Regions from separate parts of the Hordeum vulgare genome. Here regions 1 and 3 are each linked to region 2. The links are chromatin contacts, called in public Hi-C maps. All regions are on one chromosome and are shown on one strand. Each heading gives the region's core, a stretch centred on a gene start, on an enhancer-like site or on the middle of the called end of the contact. The rest is flanking DNA. Distances are from core to core; before and after follow the strand shown. Region 1 holds the start of LOC123442103 (DUF21 domain-containing protein At4g14240-like). Region 2 holds the start of LOC123442081 (rhomboid-like protein 14, mitochondrial). Region 3 holds the start of LOC123442092.

Region 1 (4,733 bases), core at 1,739-4,238, 180 kb before region 2:
GCATGGTGTTGCGCCTCCAGTCCTAGCTATGTTCGGACTTTCGCATTATCTTAACTCCCATCAGCTCCTCCTCTCGGTTTGATTAGCCTCCCCATACGCCCCCACTGCCAATCCATGGTTTCAATAGGTTTGTGAGACTTCAAGATTTACAAATGTGGCTTTAATTGAGGTGAGTGCCTACACCTGTGGATCCGATCACACCATTTTTTCTCAGATTTTGTCTAATTTGCATCTCATATTTCTCTTTTGGCTACTTCTTGCCTCTGCTACATCTTTGGATTTTTGTTTGGGTATTTTGGTTGGTTGTTGAGCATTTGTTCCTTGAATTTTAGCTGTCCACTTTCCTTATCTTCCCCTTCTTTATTTTCTCTTTGGATGGTTTTCTCCTCATTGATATTGTATGATTATGTGATGTTTCGCAAGTACTGATCTTGGTGTCAATTCCTACCTAATCCATCGGATAAGACTTCGGTTGGTCACATTTTCTTGGCTCTTCACGTATGTGTGCTAGCACTTCATTAAGGGTTTAGATGACCATGCACATGGTACATCTTCTCCTTTCTCTTTTCTCTCCATGTCCTTCTTAATTTGCTTGTGCAGTGACTGTCGAATTTGGACACTAGTGATTTGTTTGTGCAGTCTATTGGGGATATACCCCATGGCGTACCCGCCTAGGGGATGACCCGGCCTTTCAAGTTTGGCCCAAGAACAAGATTCATATGAGGCATGAGGCCCGGGGGGCGGCTCATCCTGAAGGCCGGGTTATCGAAGATCACCTGGCGGGTCGTCTCATTGTAGAAGACGTAAGAAGCTTTCCCTACGTAGATGACAAGATGAGTAGGAGTTGGACTAGGTCACGAGCCGCAATACGACCCGGACTCTGTTGTAATCTCAAGACCTCAACCTATATAGAAAGGGGAGCCGTGAGGTGAAAATGACAAGTGAGGAATCTTCAAGAGCTGGGCTAGCGATTCTGAACCCTTGTAATCGAGTTCATCATCAATAACACCAAACGTATGGCGTATGCTTTTACCTCCATTGGAGTGACCGAACCTGGGTAAAGGTTTAGGGTTAGCATTTAGGATTTTTAAGGTTTAGGACCCTTGTCTCTCGTTCCCGATCAACATAACAAAGAACCCAAAGCATATGTATCCTACTACAAGGATAGTCTTAGAACCGAAAAGAGGTTGCTCAGAAGAGATAAACGTATCCCAACCTTTATTGCTATTGCGCAAAGACCTTTTTTATGCCGCCTGAGTGCTCTCCAGCTCTGCCTCTGTAACCTCCTCCTCCAGAGACCCGACAAGCGCACATGTCCACCTCCACATCGCTGCCAAACAATTAATCGTCCATGTTGTTCAGCCCACCAAGCTTGGCATCGACAGTAGGGGAGGAGTTGTGCCCTTCTTGGGACCATAGCGAAGGCAACTTCCCGTGCACTACTCTTCCTCGCTGCCATCGTTGGGTGCGGACTCGGTGTTGTCCTCCTCCTCGTCGTAGGTCTCACCGAAACACGATACACCCTGCTCCTCCTCGTCGTCCTTGGCCGTGGCTGCTACCTCCGCCACCTGCTGTCGGTACCGCCAGCGGGTGAGGCGAATCACTCGAGCAAAGCTGTAGGACTCTAGGAGCGCCTCCTCCTCTGCCAAGTCCGCATCGAGCACGACTGCCCTACCGACACCGAGCTATTCCTCTGTCTACATGTGCTTTTGGAGGAGGTGGTGGTTGTAGGCGGCGTCGACCTGCGCCTTCCGGAACCTCTCCTTCCGCACCATGTCCATGTAAATGACACGAGCCTCGCCGATGGTCATGGTGCAGTGCACTGACGAGGGAGGCACGATGGAGGAGGAAGAGGAGGATAGCGTCGGGTCATCGTCGATCGCGTCCTCCATTGGGGGTATCGACATCCTTCGATTGCCTGCTGGCCCGCCAACGGGCATCAATGCCGTCCGTCTCCTTCTTCTGCTCCGACGTCATCCCGTTCGAGAGAGCTTTGATGGAGAGGAATCCATTGTGAGATCAGTGTGCAGAGAGGGATCGGAGACTCATGACTGCGGCTATGACCGGGGAGCGGTTTATATAGCAATTGCAGGCGGCAGACGGACGGACGGGTGGCATCGAAGGAGATGCCTCGGCAACCGCGTGCCATCAATGTGGACGGGAGATGGACGGACGAGCGGCCGTCGTGTCATTTGAATGCGCAGCAGTCGCCTGCACCGGGAAGCGATGCAGGCAACGCTGTCTTGACCAACGCACCGCTTCAATGCCGACGCTAGTGAGAGGTCACGTACGCTCTCGTCGGATATGAATGCGGGCACTGACGCTCTGAAGCGATGCTGGCCGTTTCACGCGAGAGGGAGGAGATATTTTTGATGGACCAGAATGGTCAAAATCGAGCGAAGTGGCAGTTCGGAATCTCGCAAACCTCCGCACATTTGTCTTTGATTTACAGAAAAATCATGTCCAAACCGCTTTACGGATCAATACAGGATCGTTTTTGATAACTTTCGCGGTCCGGGCTGCCCGGTCCGGACCCTTAATAAAGGTTTGAGGGTCTACGCCGGAGATGCCGTGAGGATTATATATGTACCTTCCAAAGTTTGACAATGTTTTCTTCATGGTAGAATATCCCACCAATTGAATCGGCGTATGGATGCGAATATCGCAATCACAATCACATCAAATTTGGTCATCGTGAAGCCCTCTTTCTCATACCGTTATGCCTTGCGAGCACAAATGCTCGATCTAGTACCGCCACGTACACAGCCACCGCCAATTCTTCCAGTCCACGGTCCAAAACGCCGAAGACGTGCACCGCTCGGCCGCAGCGGGGACAGGTGGCCCCGCGGTCCTTTCGTCAGCCGTCCGATCGACGGCCACATCCACGCCTCGCGGCGCATCCAACGGCCCCTGCGCCTCGCCTCGCCCCGCTCCTGGAGTCCTAGTGATCTTGTCGCCTTCCTCTCGCCCACATCCTTATACGGTGCCAGCGCTTGTCAGGCTGTGGGGCTTTGGCTCTGGCACATCGGAGCGGCGGAGGCGCGATGGCGGCGGTGGCCGGAGCGGGGAGGGCGAGAGGGGCGAGCCTGGCGGCGGCGGTGCGGGCCGTCGCGGCGACGGCGCGTCCGGCGTCGAGCGCCGCGGCGGCGGCGGGGGTGAGCGTGGCGGCGGCGATCCTCAAGGGGAATGACACGCCATTCGGGTCGGTCGGGTGGTGGGCGTACGCCGGCATCTCCTGCTTCCTGGTGCTCTTCGCCGGGATCATGTCGGGGCTCACCCTCGGGCTCATGTCGCTCGGCCTCGTCGAGCTCGAGATCCTCCAGCGCAGCGGCACCGACTCCGAGAAGGCGCAGGCTGGTCCGATCCGAACCCCTAACTTTTCGCGTCACCCCCTCTTTTTTTTTTCTTTTTTTTTTTGCAATTTCATCCTCCCCTCGTTGTGCTCGATCTGTTTGCCGTTTGAGGAGTGATGTTTAAGAGGAATCGTACTATGTTACATTTGGGGGATTGCGACTATCGTTACTGAATGGCTAAAAATTAGAGTTAATGCTGTCGTTTTTGTTACTAATCGGAAGAATTTAAAGGTTACGACTATGTCCATGTGCTAAATCATCTAGCAGTAAAATTTTCTGTTCTGACAGTAAAAATTACGTTACTAATGCCGACATGTTTCTAAAAGTGTTGTGGTAGGGAAGTAGAACAAACAAAAAGGAAGCAAGGAATTGGGGAAATGGGAAAAAGGGGTGTGGGGGATTTGGCTTTTTGTAAGACCCACCTCTTACGTGGGAAGATATGAAATGATCAGAGGATACTTTAGTCGACTGGGAATTGGAAGTATCATGTACCCCTGTCCCAAATTAGTTCTAGATACATCGGTATCTAGTCTAGACAAATCTAAGACAACCAATTCGGGACTGAGGGAGTAGTAGATATTGTAAAGATGTCCACTCTAGTGCTTCTTTGATCCCCTACATTTGTGTATGCAGGATTGCAGGTATCACATAACTATGGCTTTTCAGCACGTAATATATGCCGTAACTTTTGGTGTTTTTGTTTATCCTTCTGAGAAGCTGTAAATTGTTATAATCTGTCATGAGACATTACGAAACCTCAGATCTGTAGGTGGTAGGAATTTTCAATTGAATCAACAAAGGAGTGAGATACTGCTTATCAAGTGTTACTGTTAAGTGTCACCTCTTTTAGCATGTCTTATTTAATGTGTGCCTCTACACTGATGCTGCTATTACTTTTCCTCTTTTGAAAATCTGTAATTCAATATTCAATTGATTGTTTTGTTGTTGTTCATATTTTAGTTACTTGCGTGTTTTGTTTGCTGCAGCTACTATCCTTCCAGTTGTTCAAAAGCAGCACCAGCTTCTTGTCACCCTGCTACTGTGTAATGCTGTTGCCATGGAGGTACAAAGTTTTGTTGCATTTTTTATGATTTATCGCACTATATTGCACTTCCATCAGTACATTTGTGCAAACATAATATTGTCTATCTTTCAAGTTTCTAACTACAATGCTGATGATCATATATTGGTAAACATGCTAAGATATGGTCTACTCCAGACAAATGAGTTCAAAGACCAAGGTGTAATAATATTTACGCTACTGATGCCCAGTGATTCCAATCCGCAACTTGGGTGCTCATCAGAATCCACACATCATTTTAGTTTAGTTTTACTATTAAAATGCAAAAGCGGTTTTAGTTCTATTTAATGCCATGGATA
Region 2 (4,828 bases), core at 1,371-3,870:
GCAAACTGAACAAAATCAAAACTACGCTGTGCTACATAATATAAAAAAGAAAGTGAAACAAACCAAAAATAGAAAACAAAGCCAAGCAGCGCAGACTACAGATCAGGACGCGTGGAGGGCAGACCTATAATTCAGGGCCCAATTCGAGACATCAACTCAAGTTGCACTTTAGGGATATTTGATCTGGTTATATCATAAAATATCATAGTTCAAGACAGTGCGCCAGGTGACACCCTCGCCCCTCAGCCTTGATGCAAAATTATCCTGTCTCGGCTAGCCTGGTCAGTGATTAGGAACTGGCGCCACCCAACAAGTGTTTAGTGCATTTGTAAACACCAGTTAAGGTTCAAATACTCTTAAGGGTGGCATATATAGAACAAAATGCACAAAGGGTTCTTCATCTTGTCAGCATCTTCCAGTTACACCTCGGCTACTGGAGAACAGCACAATTAGCCCCTAGGCGTTTTGAAGGGGTTCATTAGAGGTCTATTCCCAGTTAAATTGTCACCACCAATCGGCTGCACGGAAGACATCGAGGTCACAAACTCCATAGTCAGTTGTCCATAGTTTTACAGGTCAGGAAGAGCGTTATACTCTACAAATTCATGGCCTTAAGGTTGCTGTATAGAAGTTCCTTTACTTTTAGGATAAGCAATGTTCAAAAAAGCGGAAAGCGTAATCCAAGCGGAAGGCCACAGCTTAGAGCAATGGACGCTTAAACGCAGCTTAACCGCACTTAAGCATTTTTTTCTTAAATTGGCTAGAATTTGACAGATTTTGAATAATATACACAGGAAAATAGGAAACATGGCACATGTGTAATTGAATAGCCATCTAAAATACAGTTCACACCATAGCGAATACACATCAAGTTCACATGGCAAGCAAAATAACAACTAAAATGCAGTTCGGTTCAAATAGTCATAGCCTAATAGAGATCATGGGGCCATAATTTTGCCAGCATATGAAGGAAATAGTTCCCAAACAGAGCTTAATAATAAGATAAATCGGATATTGTCATTATTGCGCAAGCAGACAAGCGAAAGTAGTTCAAAAACAGTCAAATTCTGGCCAAATTTAAAAAAACGCTTAATCTACCGCTTAGGGCAAAAGCAAAGCGCTTTGCCATCGCTCAGCGTCGCTTAAAAACGCTTTCTTGAACACTGGGGATAAGTATATTTTTCGTCCTCGAACTCTCGCGATAGTATAGAAATCGCCCCTCAACTCCAAAACCACTAAAACTCAGTCCCTCGACTATTTAAACCGGATACTTTTCATCCCTCGCGACGCTTAAAGTGGTTTTGGTATGACATGGACCCGGTTCTGACTAAAATCGTCCACGTGGCCTGGTTTCGACAGTAAATATGCAGCCTAATTCATCATTTACAGTCAATGTTACATCTGGTGCTGCAATTTCTCAAGTTGGAGGAAACAAAAGAGCAAAGAAAGTCCCAGCAAAACTACTGGACTAGTGTACTTGTACTCATGTTTGTGGTTATCCCTTGTGGTTATGTCAGAATTCATGTTTGTGGTTGTTGCTTCTAAGACTAATCAGTACTATTTCTCATTTACTTTGTCAAACTTTGAGAAGCAAACCCAATTTTTCATTTAAATAACATAGGTCAGATTACATGGCGGTCAAAACCAGGGCACGTGGACAGTTTTAGTCAAAACCAGGTCCACGGCATATACCAAAACCACTTTAAGTGTCATGAGGAACGAAAAATATCCGGTTTAAATAGTTGAGAGACTGAGTTTTAAAGGTTTTAGAGTTGAGGGACGATTTCTATACTATCGCGAGAGTTAGAGAACGAAAAATATACTTATCCCTTACTTTTAATTGGTCTCAGTTGGGACGGTCCTTTTACCAGTGATTTTCTAAATTATGCCTGGATATGCAATTTTGTCCTTTAAATGCTCAGGACTGCAGCTCTTCTTCACCGCATCTACCGCACCCCCACCCCAATAGCTTCCCTGTTGATCAGCTCCTCCACTACGTTCCCTTTTACGCCGGTAACCATCGCTAATAGATCCGCATCCTATTCTACACAGCATATATAATCAGCACCCGGAAGTACCCCGTTGCTGAACTTTGCAACCCTGTAGCCCTAGAACAGATAAAGAATGTTGGTTTTCGATGTGCGACACGATTTCTTCTGCCACCGCAACATAAACTCCGCCATAACCCACAGTGTGCGTACCTGGATGATGAGGTGCGGGTTGAAGGCGACGCGGGAGAGCGGCGGGAGGAACGCGTCGAGGGCGCCCGGGCGGAGGTAGACCAGCGCGTTGGCGGCGATGAGCGCCGCCGTCACGGGCGGGCGGCTGGCGCCGGCGCGGCCGTACTCGAGAATGACCTGCAGGGCCAGAAGCGGCAGCATCCCGCTCGACGGGCCGCTGCCCCAGCCGACGCCGGTGCCCCGCCGCCGACCACTGCTCATGCCCGCCCCCATCCCCTAACCGAATACTGACCGGCACCGAGGCAGGGACGGGGCGCACGCAATTCGCTGGTCCCAATTCCTTTCCTATTCTTTTTTTCTCTGGCGAGGTCGAAATCTCTAGTAGTAGTTCCTTTTGTTTCTGGATGCGTTTCTTTCTTCGGTCGCAAGCATGCCGCCAAGCTTCCAGATAACTCCAGAGCAAGTGTTTCGCCTCTTCTTGTCAATCATTTTCCGAATAGTTTTGATCAATTTAGACTTCCTATATTAAATAAATAAAGTTTTGATGGATGATTTTAGAGCATCTACAGACGGACTGGACAGATCCGACTCCTCAAACGTCAACGGCGTGTGCGCAGACATTGATCGGTCCGGTCTTAAATAATACTCCATCCGTTCCTAAATATAAATCTTTTTAGAGGTTTCATTAGAAAACTACATACGAATGTATATAGACATACTTTAGAGTGTAGATTCACTCATTTTGCTCCGTATGTAGTCTCCTGGTGAAACCTCTAAAAAGACCTATATTTAGGAACGGAGGAAGTACATTTTACAACCGAACACGCGAAGACGCAGTACGGATCGAGCCAGATCTGCTTTTCGCTCGAGTGTCCTCGTCGTCACTGACCTCCTTCCCCACCTTCGGTGGTAGTCCGGCCATTTCGTTGAACACCCGATTAGGGCGAGGTTACGGGTGTTCCTCCGTCGCCGTTTCTTCAAAATACGGGCGCGGATAGTTTCCTCTTGTGCGGCCGCCCGCGCCGCCGCATCAGCCACCTCCGTCGTTGTCATTTCCTCTGCAATACGGGCCTCGGCGGGCTTTATCCTCTCCTTCCCATGGCGTGTAGCCTGTTTTTAGTGGGACTCACAGTTTTTCGGACCGATGATGGGTAAGCAGAGATTTATCGGTCGCCGAGACCGCGATGGTCCAGTCACGTTGGTTCGACGCGATGGAGTCGCTGCGAACAGATCCTACCGTTCGACAGGCGATGTCCTCGCAGGAGCGGGCACAGTGCAATGAGGACCACCATTGCCTCCTCCAACCCGCAGGGGATGACACCCCAGTCGACGGACCCGGACTGGTCGGAGTGAGATCCGCTGCCCTCCATGCCGGAGAAGGTCGGAGATCGCTGGAGGTGAGCTTAGGTGGCGAATGCGAGCAGAGGGGAGTGGAGTGAAGTGGCTAGGGTTTGGTCCAGGGAGTGAATGGGGACGAGTATATGTGGGGTCGATGCGGGCCAGTGCGGGCCAGGCTGATGTGACGTGCGTGCCCGCGCGCCCCCATATTCGCCCCATATTTGGGCTGGATATGGGGGGTATCCGGTAAGCCCGGGCTTTTGAGGCCCGTCTGAGGCGCCCGGTTGGATCGAAATTTCGTGATCGGTTAGTGACTCGGCGGCCTGCGCGGACATTTTAGACGTATATGAGGGGTCCGGCTCTAGATGCTCTTACAGTTTATAGTTAATTCCCGTCATATTTTACGGTTTAGTATAGTTTAGTTAATTTCCATTTGAAAAAATTATCTATGATTTTAGATCCATTTTTTGGGTGAAATGTAACTTGTATTACTCATATCATTTAAGGATTGCTACCCAACTCGGTGGTACCAAAGATAAATCCTAGATACATCGAGTAGTGCAAAAGATTCGAACATTAGACGTTTCGGTGTGAATGAATGGTTCCCTTGGAGGCGCCGAAGTGTGATGACCTAAGCATTTCCTTGCTTCGGTAATTCTGATCGATTTCACTTGGAGATTTTAAAGTGAAACAAATGGGTTATAGAAGGTTGACACGTGCACTTCGGCGGGACCGGATGTCATCTTGGTATCATCAAGTTACTAGGTTTAGGTTGTGGTTGTTGTCATGGATACTTAAGTGGGTCCCGATGGAGTGGTTCGTTGGGACCAAGATAGACTTAGGGAATTTGGACATATTTGAACACGAGAACGTGGTTGAGGATTTTGGAGGCAAATCTCTAAGCACTTGAGCAACTGAGTCATCTACAAAACTGTGACAGCCCGAGACCGACGTTCCAGAAGATTCCCCTTTCTTTCCGTTTTCGTCGTGTGTCTGTGTTCTTTTGTCGCATCATCATCGCATCATCAGCATTGCATCGGCATCCCGTTGTCGTCCGTTTTCAAAAGTTGCATCCGTTAGTAGTTGCCGGTTCTCGACGTTGTCCGTTCTGAGTACAACCACACACGCACGCGTCGCGGCATCGTCAAGACCTCGTTTTTATATGTGTATAAAACTTTCTCCGATTGAGTTGTAACTTGGCGTGCGGTCTTAATTTAGTGTAGGTAGGCCGTCTGTCAAATTTCATCGCGATCGGAGCTCGTTTGTTACCCGTGCCGTTTATTATATAGTGGCACTATAGCCGGTCAATA
Region 3 (4,366 bases), core at 894-3,393, 130 kb before region 2:
CACGATTTCACCTCAGCAACCCCAGTTCCTTGGCTATCCTACTCTAGCACACAATTGAGCTGCACAAACTTACAGAGCATGATGGAACTTTCATCCATTGCAGATGGCATTGAGGAGCACATGCCCCAGCATGAGGTCCACGAAGTACTGGTGGCCGATCTTCCCGTCCCGCCATACCAACTTTGCCGGTGCACGCCCGTAGTGCACGCCGTCGTTGCAACGGTTGTCGTAGTGCCACGGGAACGTCATGTCGAAGTTGTCTATCACCCCACCTGTGAGCACGCCGTGCTGCCTCATCTTCTCCACGAGCACTCCATTGAACAGCTCCATCTTGTTTGGATTGAATGCCAGGTCCCGAGCATACCCACCGGTCGCAACTGTCGTCCGGTAGAACACCCTTGGCACGGCAAGCCCACGCAGCCGCACTTTAGCCATGACGTCGGCCCAGAACCGCGCAGCATACTCGGTGGCCTGAACGTATGCGCGGACACTGCTCCAGTAGCACCCATCGTGAAGGCCTGAGTTGAGGATGACAACATCAGGGACACGATCATCGCCGGCAAAGTATGACCGGACAAGCTGGCGGAACCCCTTGTGCCGGAGGGAATGCAGGCCGAGATAGTTCATGCTCATGTTCCAGTGGCCGTTGAAAATGCTTGTGATCCGCAGGGTGCCTGGCTCGCCGCTGGGATTCGTGAACACGGCGTCGAAGCGGCGTGTCACTGCGGATGTGTCCTCAACGCCAAGAACAAAGGTCAGGAGGTTCCGGATGGTGTCTACATGGTTGGAATCGCCCCAGAAGAAGAGCCACTTGCCGTCAAGGCACCGCCACGCCGCGTCGGCGGTGAAGAGCTTGAACGAGCAGTGCGCCGAGTAGACCCATCCGTTGCTCTCCAGCGCGCCCAGTGGTCCGTCGCACCACGGTGCCTCGCATGGGTGCTCCGGCTCCAGGCACCGGTACCGGCCGGCGTCGTCCACATCCTCGCACTTGTCGTTTCTGGCGAGCCGCGTCCACCGGCCGGACCAGAGGTCCCGCGCGAAGTCGGCGGCCCGACAAGTCTCCAGGGCGGGGAGCGAAGCGTTGCCCGGGCGGAACAGTAGAGGAAGGCGGCGGAGCTCGGCGCGGTACTTGAACCTCGCGGAGGAGAACTTGAGACCCTCGAAGCTGCGGAAGAGGAGGACGATGGTGAGGCGGAACTCCCCCGCGGCGAAGCGGGGCGCAACCTGGAGGCGGAAAGTGTAGGAGCCGTCGCCGTTGTCCACGACGGGGGGGCGCGACTTCCACGCCGCCCCGGAGAGATCAATCTCGAAGAAGTCCCCGCCGAGGCAGCGCCGCAGGCCGGTGCCGTCGAGCGCCCAGAAGGTGAACACGTAAATCTCGGCGGCGCTCAGCTCGGTCACACCCCCCGCCGCCGCGGCGCCGTCAAGAGCCGGGAGGGAGATGTTGGCCGTGCGGGCGTCGCGGCAGGGCGAGCCCCCGGGCGTGAGCCAGCGGGCGAGGAGGTCGTCGGTGAAGTTGGTGGGGTTGGGCACGGAGAGCCAGGAGGGCGGGCCGCCGTCGGCGCGGAGGTCCTCGGCGAAGTGGGCGGGGTCGGGCGCGGAGAGCCAAGAAGGCGGGGCGGGGCCGCCGCCGAGGTAATGCTGGTATTGTTGCCGCAGCCGCCGGTCGGCGCCAGCACCGGAGAGGAACGCGTCGACGGCGAAGAGGAAGACGACGCCGAGGAAGGACGCGAGCGCGAGCTTGGCGGCGGAGCGGCCGCCGGCGGCGGGCTTCTTGGGGTCCCCGGCGGCGCAGGGAGGGAGCTTCCTGGCGTCGCCCCCGGCGACGTCGGTCTTCTTGGGGTCCCCGGCGGCGCGCGGCCCGTGGGGCGGCGGGAGGAGCGCCGACATTGCCGGGCCGGGGGGGCTACTTCCGGCTCGTTGTGGTGTGGCCACGCATGGGTCCGCGTGTGCGGGCGAGGTGCTCGCGACGGGAAAAAGGGCCGCTCGCCTGGTTTTGGTTCTGGTTCTGGTTTTGGTTTTGGTTTTGGTTTTGGTTAGGGGGCGGTGGTGCGGACTGCGGAGGATTGATTGGTTTTTTCTTGGACACGAGCCAGCGCAGGGCAGTGAACGTGCGAACGGGATCTTCTGTTGCACCGCAAAATGCATATGCTTTTTGAGTCTCAGATTTTCTTCTATGCAGATTGTTGGATTTCCACTCATGTGGTTTCCCCCTACGGTATATGCTATACATGTTGTGTTTAGCACGTTTGCTTCATACAGTAGTTAGAATGGCATGTCTAATTTTAGTTGTGTTTTTGTCTCCTTGTCATAACCGTGTCTTGCTATATTTAAGCTGGTCGATTATATGATTCACATGTCATCGGATTTTTGTTCTTGCTAATCTACGTGCACATCTTGTGATAAATCAAGAATCACTATGGGTTAGTTGTGATATTGTTAGACATGAGCCAAACAAGTGACGTCACATTCTTTCTCGCATTGTCTCCCTCTCAACCAACAACATATCTATGTAGAGCGATGGTGCCGCCTCTCTTGAATAGGCTAATGTCCTCGTCCTAACGACCTAGCCCTATTGCACGGTGATGTTTTGAGTATGGCATATCAAATTGACATCAATGGATATCTTAATTTTACTTGTGTTTAACATGTTTTGTCCATGCTATTTAGAATGGCAGGCATGTCTAATTCTTTTTGTGTATGTGTGTGCCATTGTCACAGTCGTGTCTTGTCATGTTTACTTAGTTATATGGTTCATATGTCACTAGCTTCTGTTTTTGCCAATTTTCATGTACATTTTGTGATAAAACCGAAATTCCAAATGGGTTAGTTGTGATATTGTTAGACGTCACCCAAACAAGTGATGTCACATTCTCTCCCACCTTGTCTCCCTCTCAACCAATGTCATATATATGTAGAGCGATGGTGCCACCTGTGTGAATAGGCTAATGTCTTCGTGCTAACAACCTACTCCTATTGCAAAGTGATGTTGTGAGTATGACACGTCAAATAGACATCAAACATCATATAACAATGGATATATTAAATTTAGTTCATTTTAACATGTTTTGTTCATATTTTAGAATGGCATGCACGTCTAATTCATTTTTTGGGTGTTCCTACCATTATCATAATTGTGTCTTGCCATGTTTGGCTAGTTATATGATTCACATATCACGGGTTTGTGTTCTTGCCAATTTTCATGTACATTTTGTGATAAATCAAAATTCTCTATGGGTTAGTTGGGATATTGTTGGGCATCAACCAAACAATGCCACAATCTTTGCCACATTCTCCACCCCACTTTGAACACCATATCAATGTAGAGCAACGATGTCGCCCTCTAGAATAGGCTATGTCCTCGCACTAACGGTCTAGACCTAGTGCATAACCATCAATGGAGGATACTACAACAACAAGATGTCGGGGAGAGCCCTATAGCCGTCACTCTTCAAGGGGGCAGCTCGAGCAAGCCCTAGCGTCGTCGCCCCACCCCCACTCATCCCCTGTTCCCCTTGCATGCATCACGTGATGGCGCCAGGCAAAGCCCGATAGTGGCTAGCGGTGGCGGGCCTCTCTTGCTCGGTTGTGTGCGGTGTAACGGGGCTAAATTCGATAGATCTCAGGTCGGGGGTCCCGACCTGGTGATCTTGGCTAGATCGTACCGTGATGAATAAGAGACATGGTACTTACCCAGGTTCGGTCCCTCTCAAAGAGGTAAAACCCCACATCCTACTTGTATTGTATTAATTGTGGATGGAATACATAGTACATGTTGGTCTACCTCGGGATCATATGTGTGTATGAATCTACATCTAAGGTCTAAAACCCCTCGCCTTACATGGACATTGGGGGTACCTACGGTCAAACCTAGGTAGCTTACATCAGGGGATAAACATGGCGATAATAATATCATTCCTTCGAGTGTGTGCCAAGTCTTCGGAAGATTTCATCTTGGGTACTTTGTGGGCCAGCCAGACGTGGCCCACCTGGTTGATAGTTTGGGGGTCCTCGACCCATCCCATCCTCGGGGGCCTACTCGCTCGTCACGCCCTTATCTAGGACACCATCACAGTGGATGGCCATATACGGTGTGTGTTGGGGATATGCCCCACGAGTTAACCCGCGAGGCCTACGCTTTGGACATGAGGCTCAGTACAGAGGCCCAAAGGGTGACTCACCGCAAGGCCGGCTCAAGCCCATCAATTAGAAGACAACTCGTTAAGGGGAGACATGAAGATCCTTCATCCTTATCCAAGATAATAAGAAGTAGAAGAGAACAAGAGTAGCTATTCAACTCAAACTCTATTGTAGCCTTGAGGTCTCCACCTGCATATATAAAGGGGATCCCTTGAGGTACAGAGGA

What was found. Hi-C and Micro-C count contacts between places; a contact is called where the count stands out from the background.
Region 1: a contact with region 2 is called in a Hi-C map of leaf, with 2.7 times the contacts expected there. The contact joins the promoter of LOC123442103 here to the promoter of LOC123442081 in region 2. A contact is called at or near these places in 2 of 6 Hi-C or Micro-C datasets (leaf and seedling) and 1 of 1 datasets of contacts at active chromatin or transcription factors (embryo).
Region 3: a Hi-C map of leaf shows a contact between it and region 2, with 2.2 times the contacts expected there. The contact joins the promoter of LOC123442092 here to the promoter of LOC123442081 in region 2. A contact is called at or near these places in 3 of 6 Hi-C or Micro-C datasets (leaf and seedling) and 1 of 1 datasets of contacts at active chromatin or transcription factors (embryo).

The regions. Positions count from the first base shown.
Region 1 is chr1H:421,690,169-421,694,901 of MorexV3_pseudomolecules_assembly, reverse strand. LOC123442103 (DUF21 domain-containing protein At4g14240-like) reads left to right here and starts at 2,988. Exons shown (of 13, transcript XM_045118207.1): 1 at 2,988-3,357; 2 at 4,340-4,416. The coding sequence starts at 3,045.
Region 2 is chr1H:421,508,628-421,513,455 of MorexV3_pseudomolecules_assembly, reverse strand. LOC123442081 (rhomboid-like protein 14, mitochondrial) reads right to left here and starts at 2,620. Exons shown (of 2, transcript XM_045118189.1): 1 at 2,202-2,620. The coding sequence starts at 2,453.
Region 3 is chr1H:421,638,631-421,642,996 of MorexV3_pseudomolecules_assembly, reverse strand. LOC123442092 reads right to left here and starts at 2,143. Exons shown (of 1, transcript XM_045118197.1): 1 at 1-2,143. The coding sequence starts at 1,890. The coding sequence ends at 91.